5 separate regions of the Mus musculus genome follow, and regions 2, 3, 4 and 5 are each linked to region 1. A link is a contact called in public Hi-C and HiChIP or PLAC-seq data. All regions are on one chromosome and are shown on one strand. Each heading gives the region's core, a stretch centred on a gene start, on an enhancer-like site or on the middle of the called end of the contact. The rest is flanking DNA. Distances are from core to core; before and after follow the strand shown. Region 1 holds the start of Rpl21 (ribosomal protein L21). Region 2 holds the start of Ubl3 (ubiquitin-like 3). Region 3 holds the start of Atp5j2 (ATP synthase, H+ transporting, mitochondrial F0 complex, subunit F2). Region 4 holds the start of Zfp655 (zinc finger protein 655). Region 5 holds the start of Slc46a3 (solute carrier family 46, member 3).

The links. Hi-C and Micro-C count contacts between places; a contact is called where the count stands out from the background. HiChIP or PLAC-seq counts read pairs in DNA pulled down with a chosen protein or histone mark.
Region 2: a Hi-C map of B cells shows a contact between it and region 1, with 6 read pairs. The contact joins the promoter of Ubl3 here to the promoter of Rpl21 in region 1. A contact is called at or near these places in 2 of 39 promoter capture datasets (cranial neural crest and pre-B cells) and 1 of 484 Hi-C or Micro-C datasets (B cells).
Region 3: an H3K27ac HiChIP or PLAC-seq map of embryonic stem cells shows a contact between it and region 1, with 8 times the contacts expected there. The contact joins the promoter of Atp5j2 here to the promoter of Rpl21 in region 1. A contact is called at or near these places in 10 of 39 promoter capture datasets (cranial neural crest, embryonic stem cells, frontonasal cranial neural crest and 5 more), 1 of 115 datasets of contacts at active chromatin or transcription factors (embryonic stem cells) and 2 of 9 other capture datasets (embryonic stem cells and liver).
Region 4: a Hi-C map of B cells shows a contact between it and region 1, with 7 read pairs. The contact joins the promoter of Zfp655 here to the promoter of Rpl21 in region 1. A contact is called at or near these places in 4 of 39 promoter capture datasets (cranial neural crest, liver, maxillary cranial neural crest and 1 more), 1 of 484 Hi-C or Micro-C datasets (B cells) and 2 of 115 datasets of contacts at active chromatin or transcription factors (astrocytes and pancreatic cancer cells).
Region 5: a contact with region 1 is called in a Hi-C map of B cells, with 7 read pairs. The contact joins the promoter of Slc46a3 here to the promoter of Rpl21 in region 1. A contact is called at or near these places in 3 of 39 promoter capture datasets (cranial neural crest, hippocampal neurons and pre-B cells), 1 of 484 Hi-C or Micro-C datasets (B cells) and 1 of 9 other capture datasets (liver).

The regions. Positions count from the first base shown.
Region 1 is chr5:146,830,112-146,835,577 of GRCm38.p6, forward strand. It overlaps Rpl21 (ribosomal protein L21), which reads left to right and starts at 2,779. Exons shown (of 6, transcript NM_019647.6): 1 at 2,779-3,060; 2 at 4,073-4,151; 3 at 4,337-4,398; 4 at 4,881-4,993; 5 at 5,453-5,466. The coding sequence starts at 4,085. LOC115490268 (a small nucleolar RNA gene) reads left to right here and starts at 4,723; the gene lies at 4,723-4,793. LOC115490276 (a small nucleolar RNA gene) reads left to right here and starts at 5,033; the gene lies at 5,033-5,161.
Region 2 is chr5:148,550,308-148,555,773 of GRCm38.p6, forward strand. Ubl3 (ubiquitin-like 3) reads right to left here and starts at 2,481. Exons shown (of 5, transcript NM_011908.2): 1 at 1,646-2,481. The coding sequence starts at 1,672.
Region 3 is chr5:145,188,282-145,193,747 of GRCm38.p6, forward strand. Atp5j2 (ATP synthase, H+ transporting, mitochondrial F0 complex, subunit F2) reads right to left here and starts at 3,260. Exons shown (of 4, transcript NM_020582.3): 1 at 3,222-3,260. The coding sequence starts at 3,234.
Region 4 is chr5:145,228,553-145,234,018 of GRCm38.p6, forward strand. It overlaps Zfp655 (zinc finger protein 655), which reads left to right and starts at 3,190. Exons shown (of 4, transcript NM_028298.4): 1 at 3,190-3,279; 2 at 4,889-5,050. The coding sequence starts at 4,915. It also overlaps Gm6287.
Region 5 is chr5:147,892,669-147,898,134 of GRCm38.p6, forward strand. Slc46a3 (solute carrier family 46, member 3) reads right to left here and starts at 2,147. Exons shown (of 6, transcript NM_027872.4): 1 at 1,813-2,147; 2 at 1,165-1,377. The coding sequence starts at 1,353.

The DNA.
Region 1 (5,466 bases), core at 1,529-4,028:
CATACATGAGGTGTTTGATCACCAATAGTTCAAACCAATAAATAAAATAGAAATGGTGGAGCATGCTTTGAATACCAGTCCTGGGGAGATGGGGGCTAGAAGATCTCTATGAGTTTGAGGCTGACCTGGTCTACGTATTGAGACCTTGTCTCAAATAAATAAGACACCTGCAGTAAAAATGAGTTTCTTGTGGATGGCGAAGAAGCTAACTTTACAACTCAGCTGCAAGGGAGACTGAGGTAGAAGGATCACTTCAGCCCAAGAGTTCAAAGTAGTCTGAGAGATTTAGTGAGACCCCGTCGTCGTAATAAAGTGCACTGATGATTCCTCCTTCAGAGGAGAATGCTAAGCAAGCAAAACTGTTCCCTTTGGGAGCTACTTGGAATGCTTTAAAATGAAGTGATGTGCAGACCTAACGTACAACCAGAAATGTCCTTGCTACCTACCTGTCATCCCGACTGAAGAACAAGTTCACGAAAACTTGCATGGCTTTATCAAGAGAGAGAACAAATATTTAATCTTTATCAAGAGAAAAGTAAATTGTCCTGTATCCCACCTGATATTAGTTAAAAGAGCATGAAGTCACATTTCAGCATATCCACATAGTGCAATACTAGTTAGCATTAAATGCTAGTTAGCAATACTAGTTAGCATTAAGTAGTATTGAACTACTGACATGTGCAACATGACTGAATCTCAAAAACACTATGCAGGATAAAAGAGACAGAGAGAGAGAGAGAGGGAGAGAGAGAGAGAGAGAGAGAGAAAAGAACATATAAATTGTATGGTGCTGCTTACCTGCAATTAAACAACAATATTTTTATAGAAATCGGGATACTGGGCGGGGGTGTAGCTTAGCCTTGGAGCGCTTGTCTGGTATACATTGTGTCTTCGATTCAATTCCCTAGCCCCTTTGTTTGTTTAATGAAAGAAAGAGACAAGAGGAATAATAGAGAAAAGAAATCAGAAATGAGAATATTTCATGATTCTGATGGGACAGTTGATTGACTAGGAAGAAGTTCCAGGAGTCTTGGAGGAGGTAACATTCTGAATATTGACTGCAGGTATAGGTTATGAAGCTTAAAAATGTTAGTACAAAAAAATCCAATTGTACAGTTAGGGTCTGCACGTTTAGTGTAAGTGTTTTAACTCTCAACTTATATACCTGAATATGTATGTGCATATACACCGAGGCACGAAACACACACACACACACACACACACATCACAGGCAATAGGTAAAGATTGGTAAAGTCTAAAACAATGGCCCAGAGCAAGAACATGTTTAATCCTGGCGTTAATTTTTGTATAGTACCTTTATGTTCTCAACTCTTAGGCAAGCACTAGTATCATTTTGATTACACTCAACCCAAATCAACTAAAGTAAGTAATATGCTAAAGAACAGAAAAATCAGGCCAGATATGATGGTGTCCACCTTTAATCGCAGCACCCAGAATGCAGAGGCAGGCAGATCTCAAAAAGCAGAGGGAGACAGATTCCTCTGAGTTCCAAATAAGTCATAGCCACACAATGAGACTCTATCTCAAAATCAAACAAAAATTGCCTTGGGGATAAAATTTTGTTATGACCAAGATAAAAATTAATTATAAGTAACCGTACATAATTTGGTCATAGATATTAAAGTTTGCTCAATAATTGAAGCCTCGGATTAAACTCCTGGTTAATTAAATCAGTTATGTTTTTCACACACTGAGATAGGGCTTCAGTCTTTTTTTTTCTTTTTTTTTTTTTTTTTGGTTTTTCAAGAGAGTTTCTCTGTATAGCCCTGGCTGTCCTGGAACTCACTCTGTAGACCAGCCTTGGCCTCGAACTCAGAAATCCGCCTGCCTCTGCCCTCCCAAGTGCTGGGATTAAAGGCCTGCGCCACCACGCCCGGCTAGGGCTTCAGTCTTATTACAGAACCTTCCAATTAAATGGTCATCATGTAGGGATTTCAAACAGCAGAACCTAACCCTGGCTGGATATGTCACTCGCTGGATTTTAGCGAATTTATTATTGGGGTTTATTAGCCGGATACAGTGGTTTTCAGAGTTCATAAATATTCAAGGATGAAGCTTGGAAGCAGGCAGAAGACTCCGGTCAGCAGGCTGTCCGTGAGCATGGCTTGGCAGAGATCTCAGCTTAAGACGTGCACTCACTCCAGCCTCCTGGCTGAACCAGCACGCTAGTTTCTTGTTTTGCTGAAGGTGGGAATTACCTTCCCAAGAACGCATACTAAGGACAGAAATTAATGTCTCCAATTTTAAGTGGGGCACTACTGCATATGTGGAATGACGATCCGAATAGCTATTATAAAAATAACAATGTTCATCTCTCAAAGTCCTCATCTATTATTCGAGCGCTCGTAATATCCAATTCGGTTATCCCCATAGATTATTAGGAATACTGCTTCCAGTATGACTGACTAAACACCCTTATCTACAGCCAGGGAGACAGGAAGGGAAGGAAAAGGCTAATGGGGTGCCTATGATGAGAGTACTTTACACACACGCCTGTCTTAAGATGTCAAAATGAAACCTATTATTTTGTACAATTAATAGACAAGATAGGCTAGTCTCTAGATAGGCTCGAGCTACAGGTATGAGAGGAAAGAAAACCAAAGTGAGGCGTTTTGTTTTGTTTGAGACAGGGTCTCGCCTATGTGGCTCAGGATGGCCTGGAAACTCAGGAGACACTAACACTAACAAGTACCACACCGCAAAACGCTGGGCAACCCAGAGAGGCGGTGCCTCCTACGTCACACGACGCAAGGTAACGTCAGCACGCTACGGAAGTCGCGTCCGGCTCCACGCCCGCGAGGGCCCCATTCCGGGATGTCTAGCAGGATGCCTGAGTGAGTTTCTGTTGGCCTGCTGCCTTTAATCTGCGCCGGGGAGCGTGTCCTCACGGCGTCTCCAGGTTATCGGGACGATGAGGTTCTCTCGACCAGCCTCGCGGGCCCGGCGTTTCTCTTCAGGCAGCTTCGCGGGCAGCCCTCGGGCCTTGTAAGAGCGCGCAGCCCCGCCCTCCTCCTTTCGGCCGCCGCAGCCATCTTCCAGGTTGGTACGCGCGTGGCTCTCTCGTCTTGTTCTCCACACACGCTGCGTGTGGCGCCCACGCCGCAGAGACTGCGTGTTAGGGGCGTGGGGAGACCGTCTGGAGGTCACTGCCCTGGGCGGTGTATGCTAGGGAGCTTCTATCCGGGGGAGCCGGGCCTGGCGCAGTCTTGGTTGCCGGGCGTCCGCCCAACCCCAGACTTGAGCATGTGCTGTCGGGCTGGGACTTAGGATTCTGCTTGGGTCTTAACGATGCCGGGGTGCCGAAGCCTGGAATTGGCTCGGGCGAGGAGGGTGCCCGCCGGGTCAGCCTGGTAATGATGTAATGGGGACCCTTCCTCTGGATACATGAAACACTTAGGAATTTTGGCCCTAGAAGACGAGCGTGGGGAAGGAAGGTAACATTAAGGCTGCTTAAGACTACAAGGGCAAGGGGTTATGTCTAGTACACCATGCTTTGGAGCTTCCCTTGTGGTTAGGAATGGCGGGTATTTCTGCCCTGGATGACTGGAGTAATCCAAACCTTGTTGGTTTGTGGGAATACACGATCTGGTTCTAAATATGTGTAGTAGGTAAGTTCGTAGATGGTGTTAAATTAGCATTTAAATTTAGTTGGAATGTGGTTTTCTATGCATGCTTCCTAATAGCATTCGAAAGTGCAGGTGTGCGATTAAGAGATTGTTGATAGAAAGCTACTGTAGTAAAATGGAATTAAACAGCATCAAAGAGGCTGAGTTTGGTGGTCTTCAAGTTACCCTGGAGTTGCAGGTTGCAATGTATTGGCTTAAGTTCTAGCATCCAGTCTGATGGTGCTAATGATAGAATTTGGCCTCTTTTGCTAAGAGGAATTGTGGGCACCCATTTTCAATTCCTGTGATTTGGAAGGTTGACGGAGGTGCTGAGGTTGAGAGGGCCTGCCCTGTGCGACAAGATGACTTTTGGGGGTGTGGTTATTGGGACAGTTAATAACATAAACTGTGAATTGTTATTTGACTGATAACTTTTCTGGTTTCAGTAACTCGCCAAAATGACGAACACAAAGGGAAAGAGGAGAGGCACCCGGTACATGTTCTCTAGGCCTTTTAGGAAACATGGTAAGTTTGTTATGTCTGTGCCTGAGGAGAAGTGGCATGTCTTAGTCTGGCTTTGCTTGTCAGAGACATTGTCCTTTACAGTGTATGTAACTGCCGAATGTGGACTTGGGTTGGAAACTGGTATACTCATGAAAGTGTACCTGTGGTTCTAGAAGTCTTGATTTTTTTTTTTTTTCCTTTTGCAGGCGTTGTTCCTTTGGCCACATACATGCGAATCTACAAGAAGGGTGATATTGTAGACATCAAGGTAAGTTGATGGAGTGGAGGGAAGGGCACACGTGTTAGGAATTGTGATTTAATTACTTGAAGTTAATAGCCCAGGATGGGGGAAAAGTAAAAGATACAGTTAAAAATAACCTTATTAGGAATTGAGAGCGCTGCCTCATGCCTTTGAGCCTAGCTAGCACTCAGTGCAAAGGCAAGCAGATTTCTCTAGTTCAAGGCCAGATGAGGCTGTACAGTTAGACCCCCATATGAAGATAATATTTGTTATTAAAGATGGCAGTGTTACGGAACCCCCCGTGAAGGCCGTGTCCTTTGATGGGTCGTTGAACAGATTCTGTCGCTCTGGAACTTAATGATGATTGTCTGTTTGATTGCTTGATGCAATGTGAAAACCACATTTCACCGGCTCTGAGAGTTCTTGAGCTGACCTTGAAAGGGAGCCTTGGTTAGTTACAAGGATTTGAAAAGAGGAATTTCTGGAATAATACTTTTTCTGTTGACTAGGGAATGGGCACTGTTCAAAAAGGAATGCCCCATAAGTGCTACCACGGCAAAACCGGAAGAGTCTACAATGTCACCCAGCATGCCGTGGGCATCATTGTCAACAAGCAGGTTAAGTGAGTAGAGCGCCTTTCTTTGACTAAGTAGCTGGCCTCACCCCCCCTTTCACTTTGCCAATTGGACTTAATGTCTTCATTGGCCATTCAAGTGGGGCAAAGGAAATAACCTTTTAAAACTCAGGCAAACTTAAGTGTTTGTCTTGTAACCTGTCAGGGGAAACATTAACGTTGGGGAGGCCGGATTCTGTGAGTAGTCGGTGCTGGCTTTTATAGCATTAAAACTTCGTTACAGGCTTCCTTTGCCTGGTTTGGCTAAGTTACTGTGGTTTGGGGTCTGTTTTTATCAGAAAAAGGAGCTTTAAAGTGCTCTCGAGGCCTCTTCCTTTGGGTGAGAATGATTGACATGTCACCATGTTGATCTTGGGGGAGTGTTAGTTAACAGCTGTCAGAACAGCGTACATTGTACTGTGTTTCTGAGTGAAGCATTTAGAACTTACCGGTCTTTGCTCATTCCAGGGGCAAAATTCTGG
Region 2 (5,466 bases), core at 1,231-3,730, 1.7 Mb after region 1:
TTCTGTATCACTGGGCCCAAAGAAAGTAGTGGCCCTGCTTTAACTGCACACATCTGTTTCATTACAACTTCTCTAACAGAATAGAAGGCACTCAGGTGGGTGTAGCCTTCACTGTGCTGATGATATAAAATGGAGGCTTTACAAAGAGCAAATCTCTGCCGGAGGCTATGAGCCCACAGATCACTCATCAAACAGAGGAAGAAACATTTGCAGTTCTGTGTAGAGACCTCTCCAGGCAACTTCGAGAATAGTGTAAAGGGAACCTTGGCAGCCACTCAGGCAGGCAGGAGACTGTTCCCCCTGAACACATCAAGAAGGAAGAACAGCTAAAAGGACAGAGCCTGAGTTTAAAGACTCCGGAAGCAAAGGCTGCAAGCGCGGTGGCCACCCGGGAGGCAGGCCCAGTGGTTCCTTTGCATTTGAACAGCATATTAAGTGGAAAATCAAACAAACAAAATGCCTTTAAACCAAGGTCAAAATACACAATTTAGGGTCATTTTTCTTTTAAAAATATGTAAAACAGGTCATCTCTCCATAGAAATATTTGACATTTTAAAAATGCAACCATTAGCAAAGTTCAATCTTGGTTCTGCACTGTAATACATACACATTCAAATGTCAACTTGACATAAGTGGGCATGATTACATTAACTTCGATTCTTTCAGAAGGATTATTCATCTCCCAGTTACTTGCATTATGTCTGCCTTCAGGACTGCAAAGTGTCACTTCACGCGCCCACAAACCCACCCCTCAGCACTGTAAGGCTACACAGTAACTGTCAGTCAACACACTCGCAACCCTAACATTTAGAAACCAAAGGAAAAAGCCTCAATAAACAATAGCAGTTTTTGTTTCCAGTTCTCAACGCCCAGTGATCCAGGCTCAATAAACATGCTTAACTGGCTTAAAACAAACAATAGACAAACAAAAACCTAAAATGCAAAACTGTTAATTACTTGGTACCAAGAAACCTTGGAATATCTATATTTTAAAAAGGACGCTTTACGCCATAAACCTAGAATTGAAAAACATTTAAATAGCTCCGGTTGTCATAGCTGTTCGTTCAGCTAGACGTTTCGAAGGGCTCACAGCAAGACTTTTTCCAAAGAGGTGCGCCGCTGCCCCTGAAATGTATCAAGTGTGCACCTACGTCTGAACGATCTTGTCTGTCACTGAGCCAGACAGCCTCTTCCTACCCTAGGTATCCAGCTCGCCGCCCGTCCCCGGCCGTGTCCACACAGCCCTTGACGTTTTCCCGAAGCGTTTAAATCCAAGCCTTGAAAGCCTTCTAGCAATCGGGAAGGAATTTCCTCCGCTTCCACTGCATTTCCCTGCCTCCGGCGACTTAGGAAACACAACCGAACCAGTGACTCCCAGTGGTTTTAAAAAAAAGAAGAAGAAAAAAAGAAAGAAAAAGCTGCAAAACCACACCAAAAACCAGTGCTTCCTAAAAGAAAAGGGGGGAGGGGGGCAGAAGAGCCAACTTCTCCAAAGCCAAGTAGATTGGCTTTTCCAGAAGTGCCCCCCATTTCTCACCCCCGCCGGGCCCCAGAAACCTTCGCCCCGACGCCAGCGTCGTCTTCCGATTAAATAAGATTGGAAACCACACTACAATCCGAACGTCGGAACTTATCGTTCACTTACCATATCCGCCGGGACATGACTGGACATCTTGCCTTTTGAGAGTGGGCCAGAGGTTTACGCAGAAAACAAAACAAAAAGCAAGAGCAGAAGTGCTGGAACTACGGAAAAAATAAAAAAGAACCTTCACAATTCTGATCGGTTTGTGCTGAGCTTTTCCCAAAAATGAAAAAAAAAATAAAAATTAAAAAAAAAAGTAGAAGTTACGTGGGAGCACAAGAGCTTCTGGGGCGAGAGGCGCGAGGGGAGCCGATCGTCAGCAGCAGTAGCAGCTCCAGGACCCGCCGCGCCAGGTGGACAGAGCCGAGTGACACACGGACATGGAGCGGGGTGGGAGGGGGTTAAATGCGCCGTCCTCTTTCCCCGGCCCAGGCGGTGATTCACACGCGCTCGCGACTCAGGTCCTCATTAAAGCCCCGGCGACGAAGTGTACAGATAACTATGTGGCTACACATCGAGCGCCGAGCTGAAAGCGGCCGGGGCCGCCGAGAAGCTCAGCGCGCGCCGCGGGGCCGCACAGCCGGGCTGCGCGCAGCCGCGCTCAAGGGCATCGACCTCGCCAGCCGCCGAGCCGAGCCGAGCCGAACTGGGCCGAGCCGAACCGAGCGCAGCGCCGGGGGGGCTCAGGCCGCGGGCGCCTCAGCGCAGCCGCGCCGGTCGGGCCGCATCGCGTCTGGGCTCCGGCCGCCTCCGCCTCGCTGCCTGCCTTCCGCAGCGTCTTCCGGGGGCTCCTCCCTTAGCTTGGGAACAGCTCCCCCTCAGAGCCCTGACTCTCCGCCTCCTCCTCCACTTCTCAATCCCACACGCCCCGGCCGCCTCCTGTCATCGCCTCAGCCCAACATGGCGGCGGTGGCCCCTGCTGGTGCCCGAGAGCCGACTTGGGAATAGCGCCCCCCACCTCCCCCGCCCCCGTCTGCGCTTGTTCCGTTCGTCACAACGGAGCCCTCTCGGAGCATCATGGGAAATGTAGTTTGTGCAGGTGAGGGGAAGGGGCCTCCGGGGCGTCCTTGCCCGCATCGATGCCACGCCCCCGCATAGCAACAGTTGCTAGGAAAGGATAGCGCCCTTGTCTCGGTTCAGTTTAGAGGCTCTTGCTCTGGAGTCAGTCCCTACCTGTGTCCAGAAATGCCATGATCACGCGGATTGTTGGAGGAAAACAACTTGCACGGAGAAATTCCCTCGCGCACTGTGTAGACACAGTTAAAATAGGACACACCGTGGTGCAGAAGCATGTGTTTTAATCATTGCAAGTTCTCCACATCCTGCAATCTCAAACCATTTTATTGAGTGAGTTAATCTTTAGGTCTCCTCAACATGACAGTTTGAAGATCAGAAACAATCATTGATTTCCAATAAGGCCGTGGAAGTTCAACAGAAACAAGACTCTTGTGAAGCAGAGGCAATGTCTGAACACACGTTTCCTGAAGTCCTAGGGCCATAAAGCTGCAATCCGCTTAATTGAAATGACCAGAAACTATATAGTGGTAGTGGAGACTACATGTAGATTCACCACTTCCCAGCCTAGCCCCTGTTTGACCCGGTGACGTAATTGTATTGTGAATTTAAAACAGCATAATATAATGCCGATGCTAGAATATTTAGGTGAAAAAATAATGTCTACCACGGATCTAGGATCAGAATACAGAAACCACAAGTATTCAGTTGAGCCTTATTCATATCTCAGACCTTTCGGAAGGGCAGTCTCCACACGATACTATTACACCCACCTACAGTTGTGACCTCACCTAAAGGCAGCCTTGCCTACCTTCCAGGGCTAAAGTCTGGGTGCTGTTAAGGATGATTTCATGCATGGCACATACATCGTTTTGTAAATAACAGCACATCTTCTGACGTGAACGGTGGCTACTCATCCTCTTTCTCTCTCGACGCACAGGTGCACCACAGGCTCTGCGGCCACTGAGAGTTCAGACGTGAGCTATGCAGTCCCTGTTGTCTAGGAGCCTGCGTCATTCCCCAGAACCATCTCCCCAGTCACGTGTTCCCTCATCGGACGGGAACTCACGGGACACTTCAGAGGACCTACTTGTCTCTTGAGTGGCGGCCTGGCTGAAGGCATTCCATACACTCCTAGGAGCCTACATCACAGACCCAACTCCCTAAGAATCCAAACGTAGAGGAAAACAGAGGCCCAGGCTCACCCCAATGTGGCTTCCCTATTTCAGCATCTGTGGGTTCCATGGTTTTCTACTCTTAATGTAGTTTCTCTCCGTGTGTGTTTAATAAGCACAGAACCCTTCCCCACCATGAACCCTTCTGGAAATCCAAACAACTGAAGCTTTTCAGTCCACCAACAGATTCTGAAGGAGTACTGCATTACCATTTAAAGATGTTTACCACGTTAATTCCCCATGCCACACCTACTCTCAGCCCCCTTTCCCATGCCACGCCTACTCTCCTCAGCCTCCTTCCCCCTCCCCACCACCCACCATGGCTCTGACAGACCTAAGTGCTGTTGAAAGGCAAGAAGCAGAAGTTGGCAGAACGAAGGAAAGCTGTCCGCCAGCCCCATTGCCAGGGATGTAATGACCCCTACTTTGAGCCCAAAATCACACAGCATGTCTTCTACGGGATGCTGTCTGCCACTGCCCCTTCTGTATAAGGCCGCGCCTTTTAAAAGTAAGCTTGCTGCACCTGGTTGCATTTCTAACTACTCAAATAAGACAGGCTGAGATGTTATTATCCACAAAACTCGTTGGAACCCTCTCCTGACATAATTCAGGCATGAAGGAGCACTGCAGAACACAAACGGATTTCTCTGCCGTGCTGCCTTTACTGTGGAGCGTGAAGTGAGGGGCTGCAGAGAGGAGCCTGCCGGGGCACAGCAGGGAAGGGTGACACCATCCGTCCTCGAATCTATTGTCAGCATCACCCGGGAGGCAGTGGATGACACAGCAGTTTTGATATGGAAAAACTAACCTCACAAGAAATCAAAGAGCTAACTCTGCCGCGAAGGCGTCTTTGCTGATCCCCTCTGCCTCTCTGACGCTCTTCCGCACTTCCGGGGAACTTCATCTAAATCTCTAAGGGCCTTTCTAAGAATGGATGATGACACCGCGGGCCCCTCAGCCATAGCTGCTGCTAAGTTCGTAGAGCTGAGAGGGGTTTTCTGAGGCAGAGTCAGGGGGTCACTGGGATGAAGAAAATTATTAGAGAATTAGGTTATGGCAATGGTCACGGCTAGGTATGGCGTGGGAAGCCCGCAATCCCGGCCTTTGTAACAAGACCCTGTCTCAAACAAGGCAAAACAAAAATGTGCAAAACTGTGAATATTCTAGAAACTACTGATTGTGCACTTTAGAAGTTCTTTTTCAAGCTTTAAAGCAAGCGCGCGCGCGTGTGTGTGTGTGTGTGTGTGTGTGTGTGTGTGTGTGTGATGTGCGTGTGGCTACCTGCAGAGGCCATTTATGGGCATCAGGGTCTCAGGAAATGGATTTATAGGCAGTTGTGTGCCACCGTATGTAGGTGCTGGGAACTAAGTCTAGGCTCTTGGCAAGAGCAGCCAGTGTTCTAACCACTGAGACATTTCTCTAGTCCTAGAAGGGCTTTTTGGCAGTGGTGTTTTGTTATGTTTTGTTTTTTGTTTTGTTTTTTTGTTTTCTTGTTTGTTTTTGTTTGTGAGACCGTGTTTCTCTGTGTAACCCTGAATGTCCTGGAACTCACTTTGTAGACCAGGCTGGCCAGAATCTCAGAGACCTGCCTGTCTCTGCCTCCTGAGTGCTGGGATTAAAGGTGTGCGCCACCACCACCCTGGCGGGTTATTTTTTAATAGCAGCAAAATACATATAAATTAAATTTACCATCGT
Region 3 (5,466 bases), core at 2,010-4,509, 1.6 Mb before region 1:
CTCCACAACTGTGGCTTGCATATGCTTGCACACACAGAATACTGTAACAAAAATTATTTTTAAAGAGCCGAGCATGGTAGTGCATGCATTTTATCATCCCAGCATTTGGTAAACAGAGTCAGGCAGATCTCTATGAATTCAAGACCAGCCTGATCTACATAGTGAGTTCCAGGACAAACAGGGCTACATAGAAAGACCCTGTCTCCAAAAATAAAAGTAAATAATTTCAAGATTTATTCTTCTGAAGTTGGAGAGATGGCTCAGCAGTTAAGAGCACTGACTATTCTTCCAGAGGATCCAGGTTCAATTCCCAGCACCCACATGGCAGCTTACAACTATCTGTAACTTTATTCCAGGGAATATGACACCCTCATATAAACATACATGCAGGCAAAATGCCAACGCACATCAAATAAAAATACATCATTTAAAAATTTTAATATTTTTATTATATGTACATGGGTATTTTGCCTGCATGTATGGATACGCACCATACTCATGCTTAGTGTACACAGGTCAGAAGAGGGCATCAGATGCCCTGGAACTAGGGTTTCAGATGAATATGAACCACCATGTGGGAGCTGGGAACCAACCTTGTGTCATCTCCACTCACCGAGCCCTCTCTCCAGCCCCAGACAACACCTCCACTCCCAAAGCTTCCAAATCGTATGTGCTACTGGTAACTGTTAAAAACCCATCAATACTTAGGAGGCGTGACCTCCAGATCCTTCACTAGAGTTACGCAGAATCAGATTGTGCGAACCGACCTCACTCACATACCCCAAGGGAAAACCAGATGCCCAGTTCACACCAACAGAACCCTTCATTGTGGGGTGGCCACTTTCTCACTTATCTTTGTTTTCTGAGACAAGGTCTCTCTCTATAGCTCCGGCTGTCCTGGAACTATGTAGACCAGGCTGAGCTTGAACTCAGGGATCTCCCTGCCTTCGCCCCCTGAGAACTGGGATTAAAAGTATGTGCAGAGCCTGCAAAGTTGTTTTCTGACCTCCATACAGTCCCCGTGGCTCTTCTGCACATGTGCACATGCACGCGCACACTCGAGAGAGACAGACACACACTCATGAACATACATACTCATGTGCCACCATGCTCGCCTTTTTTTTTTTTTTTTTTTTTTTTTTTTTTAAGACAGGATCTTATGTAGCTCATGCTGGGCTCAAACCTGCTGCTGTATGTCAATGGATGTCTTTGGCATGGCGGATCCTGCTACCTTCCAAGTGCTGGAGTTACCAGCTTTATGTGGTGCTGAGGATGGAACCCAGGACTTTGTGCCTGTGGGGCAAGCACTCCACCAACTGAGCCGCAACCCGACTACTCCACCCCTCCCCAGCCCCGCCCAGTATCTTTCTTGAACTGAGTCATCTTTTTGTTTGTTGGTTTGGTTTTTTTGAGATAGGGTATTGCTATACAGTACCGGCTAGCCTTAAACTCATGGATAATCTTCTTGTTTCAGCTTTCCCACTGCTAGGGTGACAGGGGTACAATATCAACCCCCAGCTGGCGAAGTGTACTAAACTCTTTAGTCTTTCCTTCAAAGGTCTCTTCACACTAACCCTCTACTTAAATAAGATTGCAAACTTTAAGCTGGGTATGATGGCGCATGCCTTTAACCCCAGCACTTAGGAGGCAGAAGCAGAGAGACTTTTATGAGTTCCAGACAAGCCTGATCTATCTAGTGAATTTCAGGATAGCCACAGCTATTTAGGGAGACCTTGTCTTTAAAAAAAACAAGAAAAAGTGATAGGGGTGGTGGTTGTGGCAGTGGCGGCACACACCTTCAACCCTAGCAATTGGGAAGGCAGAGGCAGGTGGAGTTCAAGTTCAAGGATAGCCAGAGTGGCAGAGAAATCCTGTAGGGGTTGGGATCCAAAACTTCTATTTTTTCAACTTTTTTTTTGGAGAGGAAGGCCCAGGCTGACAATTGTGCTTCTTCAGCCTCTTGAGCAGTGTCATTAATGCTCTTCCCGTTGTCTCTTCTGAAAGCTGTGTTCACTAACCATCTCCTACCATTTTACAGATAAAATAGCTGCTAATGCCCCAGGTGGCAGTGACCTACACCTTTAAGCCCAGTACTGGGGAGACAGAAGCAGGTGGATCCACAGATGAGTTCCATTACAGCTGGAGCTACACAAAGAAATCCTATCTTGCAAAACCAAGTACCAAACCAAATCAAAAAGGCTCAGCTCCTTCACACCCCGTTTTTAGACACCCCCCCCTTCACCTTCCCAGGCTGAGATAAAGAACACTGTAACAAGCTAAGTACAGTAGCATAGGCCTGTAATCCTAGCACTCAGAGATAGACGCTAATACATCACGACTGTGGCAGCAAGTTCATGACCAATCTGGGCTACATGGTGAAACCCTGTCTCAAAAGGAGGAGGTAGACAACTGTGAAATGGCTAGCCTGGCTACTGGAGTTCCTCGGAGTTGTCCTCGAACCTGGACACAAGCTCCAGCATTCCCATGACCATACCTAGACACGTGTGGGACACATAATAACAAAAACAACAATAATGTGTAATCCCAACAGTGCGCAATGAATGTGTGTGGAGATTGACTCGTACGTGTTAAGGGAACATCTGCTTGTCTGTCACAAGGACATTTCTGAAAGGTAATCTCATTTATCATGAGACCCGCCAACCTAGGTCTGAATCCCAGCGAGGCTCTCTCAGGACTGGTGACCTTGAACAGGTCACTTCACCCCAGTAGGCGTATTCAGTCGACACGTATGTAACATAATGTGGTGTCGGGAACCATTCTAGGCATTCGCTGGTCCTGGACCGTAATCTGAAAGCCTCATCTCCAGGGAGGTCCAAGCGCTGCCCAGCGTAAAGGTTCAAGTGACCCTGCCTGTGTCAAGTCGCGCAGGAAGAAAAAGCAGCAGCTTAGTCCTCCGCGGAAGGACAGACAAATGGTTCCGGGCAACGCATGTGCAGGCCCCCAGAAGCCTCTCCGTGCTGACTGGGTCTTCCACCGCCAGGCCAGGCGATGCACAGCAGAAATCCGCTGCAGAGTGGAGGGAGGAGGGCGGGAGCACAGGACCTTATAGTAAGTGTCCAGCGCGCTTCCGGGGAGGCTTCAGTGAAGCCCCGGGTGAAGAGCAAGAGTTCCCGCGGTTCCTTCTCACCCCACTGTGGCCCTGGAGCCTGTGCCCAAATCGGGCTTCCAACCCCAAGGCCAGGAAAGGGCCGAGTACTCACCGAGTGACGCCATCTTGAAGTCCTGGTGTCCGCAGAACTCCAGCCGCGCGCAAAGGCTGCTGGGAAGGGCGCACGCACCCCTGCCGGAGCGGGAAGCAGAGGCTCATGGGAAGTAGATCACCACTTAGGTAGAGCATTTTGAGACCTATCCCAGGCGGAAGCAAAGGACAAAAGAGAAAAGGGACCTTTTGACTTTTTGCCTTCTACTTTTGGATCTCTCATGAGGAATGAGAGGCTTAGGGGTGTGGCTCAGTCCCGGAGTGCTTAAGGCTCTGGTTCCATTCCCAATGCTGAAAAGAAAGAAAAGCAGAGAAGCCTTGAATAGGAACATTTGTTTTAACCCTCCCCAGTCCCTTTTACTTGCTATTCACTGCTCTGACCCCCAAATCCCTCTGAAGTTCCACTCCACATGCTTAAGTGGTTTCCATGATGATTGCAAACACGCCTCCACAGCTGACACCTGCTTAAATGGGTATTTTCTAAAGCTCGTAAAGGTAGTTTTTTTGACCCAAAATCAGAAGTATTAGATTTAAGCCATGTTAGCGCCAAAGTCAGACTACTATATAGCTACAGGCATTATCTTGCCATTAATTCCCAAATTTGGGCCTGAAATACAGCAAGACTGTATGCAATAACAGAGTTAGTCTAGCCTGGAAATCAGTATATGTTTTGGGTTGGCCTGAAACTTTTAGCAGTGACAACTCATGTATGGGAATTATATGTGTGCACTGCCTGTATAAACTGACATAACCACTCCATGGTATAATTAAGGTGAAGGTTTTTAAAATTATTTTTATGTACATGGGTGTTTTGCCTACATATATGTCTGTGTACCACATGCATGCAGGGCCCACTGAAGTCAAAAGAGGTCATTGGATCCCCTGGAGCTGAAGTTAGAAAGACAGTAGTGAATTCCTATGTGATTTGTGGTAATGAAACCTGGGTCCTCTGAAAGAGCAGATAGTGCTCTTAACAGATGAGCCATCTCTCCAGCCCCCATAAGGAAAGGGGATTTTTTTTTAAAGATTTATTTATTTATTATACGTAAGTACACTGTAGCTGTCTTCAGATGCGCCAGAAGAGGGCGTCAGATCTCATTACATGTGGTTGTGAGCCACCATGTGGTTGCTGGGATTTGAACTCAGGACTTTTGGAAGAGTAGTCGGTGCTCTTAACCACTGAGTCATCTCTCCAGCCCCCAGGAGAGGGGATGTTTATTGTAAATATGAGTGAGAGGGAACAGCCAGAGGCATCTGGAAGAGCAGAGAGAAGTAGACTTAACATGGGCATCTGACTGGACATGGTCAGAGCAATCTAAGAGTGAGAGCATGGGGTAGGGTGGGAGTGAGAATAGCAGGCTTATAAGAATGATTCGCTGGAGGGGTGGGGGGAGTCCAGGAGCTAAAGGGAGAAGCATAGAGAAGATGAAAAGAGCCAGAATGCTATAACATGGCCTTTGCTGTGTGTAATGGGTATTTGTGATATTGAGAGACTGGAGGCCAGCATGCATTTTGATATGCTGGTAAATGCCAAAGGTAAGGAAAATGACTCCTTTTGACAGAAAACTGGGCTTCCCGATTCCTTTTACCTGCTATTCACTGTGGAATAGTCACAATTCTTTTTACCGTTCCTAAGGAATGGTGGCTTTTATCTAACCACCAGAAATCCTCCTATAGTCCAAGTTGTGCTCATTTCTGGGTTTTTGGAAGGGGAGCAGGGCACTCTAGCTATTAGTATAGAAGGGGGCTGTAGTCGGCTCAGTTACCATTTCCCTGAAGGGGCTGGGTGGTCCCACATGGGTCATCATCTTAGTGTCTTAAGTGATTCTATCTTGGACCAAAGATCTACACCAGCCCAACATTTCTTATGTCAAGTTCCCAAGTGCTAGGATTACAGGTGTTTACCACCAAACCCTGCTTCGCCTCAGAATGCTTGAGTCTGCCTGTATTTAGAGTTGAGTGTAGAGCCAGTATCAAGAGTTCAGCTCTGAATGCTTTTGACTTTTCAAGATTTTAATGAGCAAGAGAGAAGGAGGCAGTGGGTGTCACAGGCCTTTGACCCCAGCACTCGGGAGACAGAGGCAGGTGGACCTCCCCTCAAGATCAGCCTGGTCTACAGGACGAGTTCCACGCCAGCCAGGGCTACCCAGACTCTGTCTTGGGGCAGAGGGGAAGCAAGAGAGGAGTCTCATTCAAGGGTCCCATTTATCTACTGCTTTGTGTTCATGAAAGGATGAATCCATTAT
Region 4 (5,466 bases), core at 1,940-4,439, 1.6 Mb before region 1:
CCGAGCAGCAGGAAAGAGGGGCAGGGGTTGGAGATGAAACAGAATGGCAGCTGGGGAGATGGCTCAGTTGATAAAGTTTACAGGGACATACCTACCAGACGTCAATCTCCAGAACCCACATTATTCAAGAAAAAAGAACGGAGAAGACCAATTGTGTGTGGTGGCACACACCTTTTATCCCAACACGTACACTTAGGAGGCAGAGGCAGGCAGATCTATGAGTTCCAGTTCAGCCAGGGCTACATAGACCCAGTCTTTAAAACAAAACAAAACAAAACAAAACAAGAACAAAAACCAAAAAACAGCCAGGTGATAGCCTGTGCTCATTATCCCAGTACTGGAGAGGGAGAGGCAGGAAGATCCCTGGGGCTTGCTGTGAGCCTACCCTAATCAGTGAGCTCTGGGGCAGTGGCAAGTGCCTGAGAAATAAGGCCTAGTGACAGTGTCGGCCTCTGGCATATACACGTGCGCGCGCGCGCACACACACACACACACACACACACACACACACACACACTTTTGTTTTGGTTTTATAATTTTTAAAAAAGATTTATTTATTTTATTATATATAAGTACACTGTAGCTGTCTTCAGACACTCCAGAAGAGGGTGTCAGATGTCATTACAGATGGTTATGAGCCACCATGTGGTTGTTGGGATTTGAACTCATGTCCTTTGGAAGAGCAGTCAGTGCTCTTAATCAGAGTCATCTCACCAGCCCTGGTTTTTAAATGGTATGTATGTATGTATGTATGTATGTATTTTTGTTTTTTAGAGACAGGGTTTCTCTGTATAGCCCTGGCTGTCCTGGAACTCCCTCTGTAGATCAGGCTGGCCTCGAACTCAGAAATCCATCTGCCTCTGCCTCCCAAGTGCTGGGGATTAAAGGCATGCGCCACCACTGCGCGGCTGGGTTCTTCTTTTTTACACTCTTTATCCCTGGCCCCAGTTTCACCCCTTGTCACTCCATAGGCGAGAGAGAAAGATAGGGTGGCCAGAGAGAAGTTAGATTCACGGAACTCTATCTTTCTTCTTGTTTCTTCCTTGGGCACAACTACTAACAAACCACAACCAACCTACCTGAGTGACCAACAACCAACCATGCCTAGTGGGGCCCTAGCATTTATATACCCTATGAAAGTAGCCAGAATTTCAAATGTCTCACAATTGCAGAAACTACCTGCAGCTGGCAAAACTATGCTTTTGCTAGAGCCCAAGGCAAACCACAGTCAGCTGTTGTGACCAGTTTGAAGCAGCCCTATATCCCCACACCTGGGATTAAAATGAAAAGACATTTTTATAATCTCTCTCTCTCTCTCCCACCCCCACCACCCTCCCCCCTCCCCCCTCCCCCTGTATGTTTAAAGAAACCAAAATTCCAGAATTCTTTCTACAGTCTTGGAACTCACTCTGTAGACCAGGCTGTCCTGGAATTCAGAGGTCTCCCTCCTGCCTCCAGGGTGCTGGGATTAAATATGTGCACCACCACTGTCTGAGATACACACAGACATTTTAAAAAACCCTATTATGAGCCCTGAGCCCTGGTTTCTTTCTTCTTTCCTCCTCCTTTCTTTTCTTCTTCTTCTTTTTTTTTTAATTAAAAAAAATTTTGGGGTCTGGTGAGATGGCTCAGTGGTTAAGAGCACTGACTGCCCTTCCAGAGGTCCTGAGTTCAAATCCGAGGAACCACATGGTGGTTTATAGTCATCTGTAATGAGATCTGACACCCTCTTCCGCTGTGTCTGAAGACAGCTACAGTATACTCATATACATAAAATAAATAAATCCTCAAAAAATTTTTTTTTGATCAGGGTGTATGTAGCCCCGGATAGTGTAGAACTCACTATGTAGACTAGTCTGGGAACTCACAGAGATCCACCTGTCAGGTATAGACCACCACATAGGCTACCACACCTGTTGTGGGCAGTTTTTTTTTCCCTTAAGATTTATTTTTATTTTGTGTGTGTATGTGTGTGCATATGTGTGCACTGTGCCAAATGTGTGACAGGAGCCCAAGAGAGACCATCCAACCCTCTGGATTTGGAGTTACACTGGTTGTGAGCCACCGTGGGAACTAGGAACTGAGCTCCGGTCCTTTGCAAGAACAGTTAGGGCTTTTACTTGGTAAGCCATTTCTCCAAGCCAAATAATTTTTTATATGTGTATCCTTTGCCTGCATGCATATATGTTCACCTGGGGTGGTCAGCGTCTCCCATGGTCAGAGGGCATTAGATCCACCTCTAGAACCTAGTGACAGGGTTGTTAGCCACAGTTTGAGTTCTGGGAACTTAGCGAACCTTTGTACTCTGGAAGTGCAACAGTGCTCTTCAACACTGAGCCACGTCTTCAGCCCTTGGGCAGTATTTTAAAATATTTGATTTATGTAGCAGTTGTTCCTAATACTAGATAATTATAAGATTGTAAATTACAAGATTCTGAGCTTCACTAATTTCCAGGGGAACAAAATTATGGGAGTCTTGGCTTTGCATCTACTATTGCAAAAATAGTTGAGATAATCAAGCTTGAGGAGAGATTTTTGTGTCACAGTTTCAAACAGTTCTCAGTTAAACTTGCTCCCTTTGTGTCTACAGTGAAGCTGCACACAGCGAAGAACTCCTGTTGGAAGAAGTTGCTCACCTCATGGTAGGCAAAGAATCAAACATGAAGGAAAGGGTGGGACTCAAAGTAGGGCCTGACAGGAAAATCTTGGTGACCTTGGGCGAATCCTCTTGGGGAAAACGTTTGTCCCTTCCAGGCAGGGCAACACCTAGTATGTCCCTTTCTGTGGGCAATTTGGGGTCAGGCACTTCCTAGGAGAAATAAAGCCGGACCAAACCAGTATTAGACACGAGGGTGGTATTTCATCTTCTGCTTAGGAATCCTCCTGCACGCTCTTGCGGCCCGGGAGGAGTCGGGAGTTCTTTCCCAACCTCTGTCGCCCTCCTGGTGTAAGATGCGCCCTAATCAGCAGGGAGGGCTGTGCGACCTCGAGAAAGCGAAGCACAACAGCAACTAAGGCCTTATCTAGCGATGCTGCGGACCCCACCCACGAGACCGCATCCCGTGTCCGTCAGCTGACAGCTCGACCCGGGACACCCTCACCCCTGCTCTTCATCCGGGAACCTCACCCGGGACCGCCCTCCCGTGGACTTCCGTCGCCGGAAGTGACGTAAGGCGTCAGCCTTCTGGCAGTCGAGAGAGTGGCCCCGGACAGGCTGGTGCAGCTGAGCGAGGAGCGCCTCCGTGACGGGACAGTCTCCAGGCCCGCCTCTCCACCTGGGTGAGTCCCGGGGAACCGTTGTCGCGTCGCCGTGGGAGCGACCGCTTGTTTGGCCCGCGGGGCGGACGCGCAGGAGGCGCCGCGTGCGGGCTGACGGCTGTTCCCGGAGCTGGGGCGCGCGGAAGGCCGGGCTCGCGGCCCTGTTTTCCCCTCTTCCCGGGTTCGTCGCGGAGCCCGGGGAGCCGGGGTGGCCCCGTGGTGCGAACCCAGTGGCCGGGCCCGGGTGGCAGCTCGGTCTTGTGGCCCGCTTCGCCCTCTGGGGACCGAACCTTTGCCCAAGAGAGAGGTAGGCGGAGGGTGGCTCTGGGCGAGGCCTGCGGACGGGCCGGGAGCCTGGCGGAGGGCGGTGGACGGTGGACGGTGGACGGAACCCGGGCTCGTCCTTGGATCTGAAGGACACCAGGCTCCTCGCAGCCCTCCCTCGTGCTGCGCGCAGGTGGCTCGACCAGCCTGCCCTAAGGGTCTGTCTCCTAAGTGAGTTGTATCATTATTCATCGGGGCCCATTGAGTAATGCAGAACGGCCTTACCGCTTACCACATGATTCCTAAGGGGCCTGCTTTTGAGAAAAACAATGAGTAATCTTATCTGGCGTGTTTCACTGGGTCTCAGCTTGAGCCTCTAAATTACTTAGGACGCTCCATGGAAAGGTTTACGCAGTTGTACTGTGTTGAAAAAAATTCTTTTAATGGTAGCTATTTTGTTGTTGTTGTTGTTGTTGTTGTTTTGGTTTGGGTTTTTAAAAGACAGCTTTGAGGCTAACCTTGAACTTCTGAACCTCCTGTCTAAATCTTCCGAGAGCTGGGATTACACGCCCAGCGATACACACACACACACACACACACACACACATATATTTTAAACCACAGATTTGGGATTGTTCAGTAGAGTCTGAGTAATATCGAATTCTTACACCTTCCTGTTTGGGTTTTAAGTTTTGAAACCGAATGGTACTCATGTTTGTTTTTTTGTGAAGGGGGAGGTTGTTATGGATTGAAGGTAGGGCCTTGTGCATACTAGGAAGTACTCTACCCTTAAATTACAGGCATCTCCTGCTTCTGTGTTTTTCTTTTTGTTTATTTTGGTAACTTTTTAGGTTTTAAACCCTTCTTGGGCCCTAATTACCATGCACTTTACTTAATTACATTTAGAGAAACTTAAGTCTGTGGACTGTGACAACTAAAATCTAGTGGGGCTGGGTTTCTAGACAGGGTTTCTTTCTGAGGCACTGGCTGTCTTGGAATGTAGATCAGGTTAGCTCCAAACTCGTGTCTACCTGCTTCTGCCTCACCAGTGCTGGAATTAAAGGCTTGTACTACCACCTTCAGGCTGGTTTTTTTTTTTTTTTTTTAAAGTCTGCTTTTAGCTGAGTGTGGTGGTGCTGGTCTTTAATCCCAACCCTTAGGCAAGTCTCTGTGAGTCTGAGGCCAGCCTGGTCTTCAAAGAGCATCCAGGACAGCCAGGGCTTTGTTGCACAGAGAAACACTAGCTTTAAAAAAATGTCTTTTTAACAAAGTCTATCATATATAGAATAGTTTGCCAAGTCCTGAGAATATGAGATTATGGGACATTTTAACTTACTAAGCAGTTCTTCTCACTCTCACCCTGCAGTGATGGTCATTGTCCCCTGAACAGGGATGGAGGAGGTAACATCCCAAGAAGCCGCAGAGTCACCCAGGGGCCACTTCCAGCCTTTGGAGAACCAGTCTGAATGTCTTTCCCCAGAGCTTCGGTTTCTGCAGGACACGGACATGGAGCAGGGATTCAGTGGGGGTAAGGCAGAGACCACACTTTCTTCAAGGAGAATGGGAATAGTAAGGGGCCCTGGCCTGACATGAGAGAGGCCAGGGTCTTGAATAAGAAGGTGGGCCTTAGTGGAAGAACTGGAAGGGCGTGGCAGGTGTGAGTCCTTGGCTTGGGCCCTGTGGTTAGGGTAGCTAGCCTGTCTGTAATCCGCCCATCACCCTGCTCTGGCCTTGAGAATATGAGCTTCACTGCAGACACCACAACCAGAATGACTTCTAACAAAGGCTGCTTTTGCCATGTCTCACTAGCTTACCTAACGCAGGCCTCGGGGACTCCCTGGGTTCTCTTCAGTCTGCCTCCTCTCCTGGTGATCTAGTGTGATTTGCTACCTGCCATTCTTTTGCAACTTCAGTGTTCGTGAATAATCCAATTTTGGTCAAGAA
Region 5 (5,466 bases), core at 897-3,396, 1.1 Mb after region 1:
GTACCTATCTGTCTGTCTGTCTATCTATCTAGCCATCCTTCTGCCCCTTTATTGTTGTTGTTACCTTGAGACAGGGTAGCCCAGGTTGATCTTGAACTCACAACCCTCCTCCAGCCTCCTGAGTGCTGTATTACAGACGTGAGCAGACTTTGTAGAGGGCAGTGAACCACTGGTGAGGCCCTTATGACTCTTTATGGTTGTGCTGTCCCCATGGCTGGTTGGAATGCTCTATTCCAAGAAAGCTCTCCTCAGCAAGAGGGCATGAGTGAGGGCAGGCCTTGGCCATGCAGGTGAACTTTGTCCCATCCACTTCTGCCTGCTACCTTTGGGCTGCTGCGGGGGGCCTCAGGCCTTCCCATGGGCACTCTCTGCGGGTCCTCACCCCAGGCTCATTTGCCGGTACAGAGAGACCCTACGATCAGGGAAGGCAGCTGTGCAGCTGCCTCCACCCTCTCTTGTCTGTGCGGGTGAAGGCAGGGCCAATCTTTTGTTGCCACCAAATATGCCTAAGTGAGCGCAGTTCTGAGCTTGCAAACGCAGCCCTGTAGATAAACAGCTGACGTCTCCTGAATCCTGCTTGACAGAGCCTGCCTCATAAGAATGATGAGAATGATGACAAAGCTCTTGTCAGATACACACAGAACCGAGCGAGTCCCCACCACGTCTAGCTAAACGGTTTTACTGAGAGCTAAAGTAAGCACTCGCCAGCCCAGATGTGGATGCAGGACTCAACTCCAGGGAGCCCAGTTTATCTTATCTAAGGCTGCCTCCAGACCTCAACAATTGCTGCCCCGCCCCCATGGGAGGCAGCTGACTCTGGTCAGTTTTTCTGGACTTTTGTTATTCAAGAGACCAAGGAAGAGTGGGTGAGATTGTAGTGAGATTTCCTAAGGATAAAAGAGTTGGTCCCACAAGGTGGGTGGGGATTGGGGACAGGAGTGGAGGTGCCTTAGAGAGTTAGAAAGAGCCAGATTAAAGGTGTCAAGAGGAACTATTAACCGAAATAGGAACAGAGAGAAGGTGGCTTAATTTCAGTGTGTGTGTGTGTGTGTGTGTGTGTGTGTGTGTGTGTGTGTGGTCACACCTTGGAGAGCCTCTTTGGTTTGGAACCTGTTTCCATTCCCTGTGACTCCAGGATGGGAGGTTTTAATTTTAATTTCTTACCTCCCGGAATGCAAAGATGGAGCTGCTTTTGTTTTGGTCACACTCAGAGCCATTGCTATTGGAAGCAAAGGTGTAGTTACCGGTTTCCTCCCAGATCCTCCGGTACACGTACTGCGCTGTCAGCGGGATGGTCAGAGTCATAGCAAACGCGTTCAGGAGAATGGCGGGCTCTATGAATGAAATCTTCATATTGCTCAAGTGGGCAGATCGAGTCTATTGCAGAGCGGGAAGCGGGAGGAGAGAAACGGGGCGAGTGTGGGGGGGGGGGATAGAAATCATCAGTTGATTTTTTATCCCAGAGGCTAAATTCTCAAAAGTGGGGAAGTTGGAACAATGTGTCATAAACAAACATTAGCAAGCAAAAAGAGTTCCAGATTTCTGAGAGAGTGCCCTTGCCGGGAGAGGGTACCCTAGTTCTCTCCGAGGAGCAGGGACTAAGTCAACCTCCGCCCCCGACTCCGCTTAGCTAATGCTCACAGTGCTGAGCAGAACAGCACCGGCCGGTTCCCATAAGGTAAACAATGAAGTTACCCGGGGACCCGGAGGTTATGTAATTACTATTATTTTGGCTGCAGGTTAAGGGCCTTGTAAAAAGCAGCTCCCGATCGGAAGGGGAGTTTAGTTTCTGTTTTCGTTTTTAAAACTCACCCCACGGTTACAGTTTTCCTGCTAGGCTAGGCACAGGTGGGACCGTAGTCGGGACTGTGTTCTCCGTTACCCAGTGCGGGGCGTAGCGCCCCCGGGTTTTCAGCACGGTTCGCCAGCTGGGAAGAGCCAAAGGAAGGGGCAGCGAGGTGGAGCTAGACCGCAACAGGGGGACGTCCCTTGGGACGGGACACTCGAGCCCTGTTAGAAGGCAAAGAGAAATAAGCGCACCTCCCGGACTCTGTTGGCCCTGGACTCAGTCCCCGCCGCTCCCCGCGCCGCCGCACTCTTGGTCTTTGGGCCCTAGTGGTGACTCGGCCGCCGAGCATCATCACTCTGCCAAGAGCTGGCAATCTTCGGCCGGAGCTGTCACCCGCTTCCCTAGCTCGCTTGTGATTGGGTATGGCGGCCGGCGCCCCCGTAGCGATTGGTCTAGCGCAGTGTCATTCTCTTGCACCCGCCCCCGAAGGTTCAGCGGCTGAATCTCCCCGAGTTGCTGGGCAAGTTGGGTGATCCCGGCAGCTCTGCGAAGGTTCTGCTAAGCGTATCTGGATAGGATTATTGGTTTTCGCTGAAGCGCCGTGGAGTCATAGGTATCTGGATCGAGAGTTCGAGACTAGCCCAACGATATAACAAGACTCCTGTCCAAAGCAGATAATGATAATAATAATAATGATAATAATGATGATAATAATAAGTGGTTGGAAACGTCATACGCTAGGGTTGCAGTTCACTGCAGCATTCCGGTGGACCCAGCAAGCGTCTGCACAAGCAATGTGAGAGAGAAGACACTGAAAGTTCATGAGAGGAGAAGAGTTCCGAGTAGGGGAGTTGTTGGCCTTGGGAAAATTTAAACGAAATATTCACTACATTTTACGTAGTCATTTATTTTATGTGTATGCCCACGCCGAGCAGAGGTCAGAAAATGGTGCTAGAATTTGTGTTACAGGCAGTTGTGAGCTGCCCTGAGAGCGTAGAAACGGAACCCAGAGCAGTAAGTGTTCTTCATTAGTGAGCTTCTCTCCAGCCACCCCTGCTGAGTTGCGGGGGAGGGGATTGTTAAATCTCTCTGAAAGTCGGCTCTTTCTCTGTTGAGAAGATGTAAGTAAGTCTCACAAAGCCATGGCAACACCCTAGACAGTAGGACCGCCGCTAATGGCCGCCAACGCGCACAGCTGGAGCACACCTGCAGCTGATAGGGGGTTACTTCCTGAGGAAGAGAAGCAAGCTGAGAGTTCTGTGATTTGGGGACCCGTCCAAAAAAGGAAGACCTTAGGCTGGAGTGGTTGCGTCAGGAAGTGGGGGACAATCCTGCAAATGCGCCTCTTACTCTTATCTAGAGATCAAGGTCAGATGTGGGCCAGAGCCTTATTGATAAAGGAGTAACACTCCAGACTATGGGCTATTTTTGCCCAGATGAGAGTACTGGTGCAATGCTCCTAACCACTGAACCACCCTCTCTCGAGGCAGATCTGGAACAGCTTCAGAGTGGGAAGGGCGGCTAAAGGAGCTGACTAGCAGAAAAGGATATTCTGTACTGGAGAGAAGGCGATCTGATGACTCTAGATAGCCACAGAGAGAATTGAGGAAGTAACTCTCAACATCGCACTCTTGACAGTTTCACAGCACTGTACAATCTTCATATGCCTAAAATAACAAACATTGCTGCTAGCTGATCTACAGAGTTTGATTGATTTCCAACCTCTTGTTGACAATTTTTCTTCTTCTTCTTCTTCTTCTTCTTCTTCTTCTTCTTCTTCTTCTTCTTTCTTTCTTTCTTTCTTTCTTTCTTTCTTTCTTCTTCTTCTTCTTCTTCTTCTTACTTCTTCTTCTTCTTCTTCTTCTTTCTTCTTCTTCTTCTTCCTCTTCCTCCTCCTCCTCTTCTTCCTCTTCTCCCCCTCCTCTTCCTCCTCCTCCTTCCCCCTCCTCCTCCTTCCCCCCTCCTCCTCCTTCCCCCTCCTCCTCCTCCCCCTCCTCCTCTTCCTTCTTATTTATTTATTTTTATTTTATGTATATGAGTACACTGTCACTGTCTTCAGACACACCAGAAGAGGGCATCAGATCCCATCACAGATGGTTGGGAGCCACCATGTGGTTGCTGGGAATTAAACTCAGGACCTCTGGAAGAGCAGTCAGTGCCCTTAATCGCTGAGTCATCTCTCCACTTGTTAACGATCTTAACCACAAGGAGTGACGTGTTCAGTTCAGAGGTTTGCTTTTCAAATAAAAATCCAGGAGGCCAAGATCACTAAGATCTTAGAGAGTGATCTACTCCTAGTGGGACAGTAACTGTCACTTGAGCTGCATGTCCACCTTGGGTCCCGGGAAACTTCACTTCCTGTTGTGTTCACTCAGGGACAAAGGTGATGGAGTGTCCTTCTGAACTCTATCACTGCCACAAGGGGAGAGGGAAGGGAACTTGATGGAGCTGATACCAGCTCTAAAAGGTTCACCCCAGAGAGGGTAAAAGCCACTTCTCACACGCCATTGGCTAGAACAGGTCACTCGGGACATGAGGAGAAGTGCAAACCTATCAGGTACTCAGGAGGAGGAGGAAGGGGAGGAGGAGGAAGAAGAGGAGAGACACCATCTATGTTCCAGGCCATATTTCTCATGGAAATCAATAGGCAGCAAAAGGTCTCTAAAAGGCATGTACCTATAGGGTCAAATTAGCACCTGCTCTCCTATGCTGTTCTGCTATCCCACCTTTCAGCATGAAGAAGAAAGTCAGGGCATCTGTGGTTAGCCAGGAGGCTCACAAGTTCAAGGCCAGCCTGAGCTTCGGCCTTGTTGCAAAACCACCATCACCACCACCACCACCAAATAAATGCTTAAGTGCAAAAAGTGGATCCACAGGTCCACAAGTATAATCTCCAGGGCAGAACCTTAGGGATAATTGTGAAGTTCTACATTTTTAGTTCACTGACTTAGGAATTTTAATTTTAGTGAGTGTACTATTAATTGTCACCAAGTAGTGACATTTAATGTCAGTGGCCCATATCTGAATTCTCCTTTTTGTCATATTAAGTCTTATTTACTGTGACTATTTTGATATGTCAGACATATGAGAGAAGACTTGACTAAATGGTTGACAAGATGGCTCAGCGGGTGAAGGCGCTTGCTGCCAAGCCTAAGGACCTGAGTTCAAATCCTGGAGCCCACATGGTGGAAAAAAAAGAACGGACTCCTATAATCTGTCTTCTAGCCTTTCTACATGTGCTGTGGCATGCCTGCACTCCACCCTAACCCCCCAAACAGAAACAAATTAAATGCAAATGAATGATTTAACAACAACCAAAAAACGGGCTGATTCTACAAACGCTATGTCTACACTAAGAATAGGAGGGATGGTGTTATGCAATGCTAGTTGGGAGAAGCTCTCTCATGGTGGGGAGTGTGGTGGAGTGTGGAGTCCTCCTCTTAGTAGACACGCTAAGTACAGAAGCACACATACTGTGCAGAATAGGGCCATGCTCTAAAGGAAAACAGCAAAAGAAACCATGGCTACTGAAAGCTTGTGTTTTCAAAAGGAATGTGACTTTGCATTTCTGATCAAATTGACTAAGATGTGATGAGAGCACCCTGCCCTACCCCCACCCAACCCCTTAGTTACACCAAGCCTTACATGGCCAACATAGGGCCGATAAGAGTGTACTA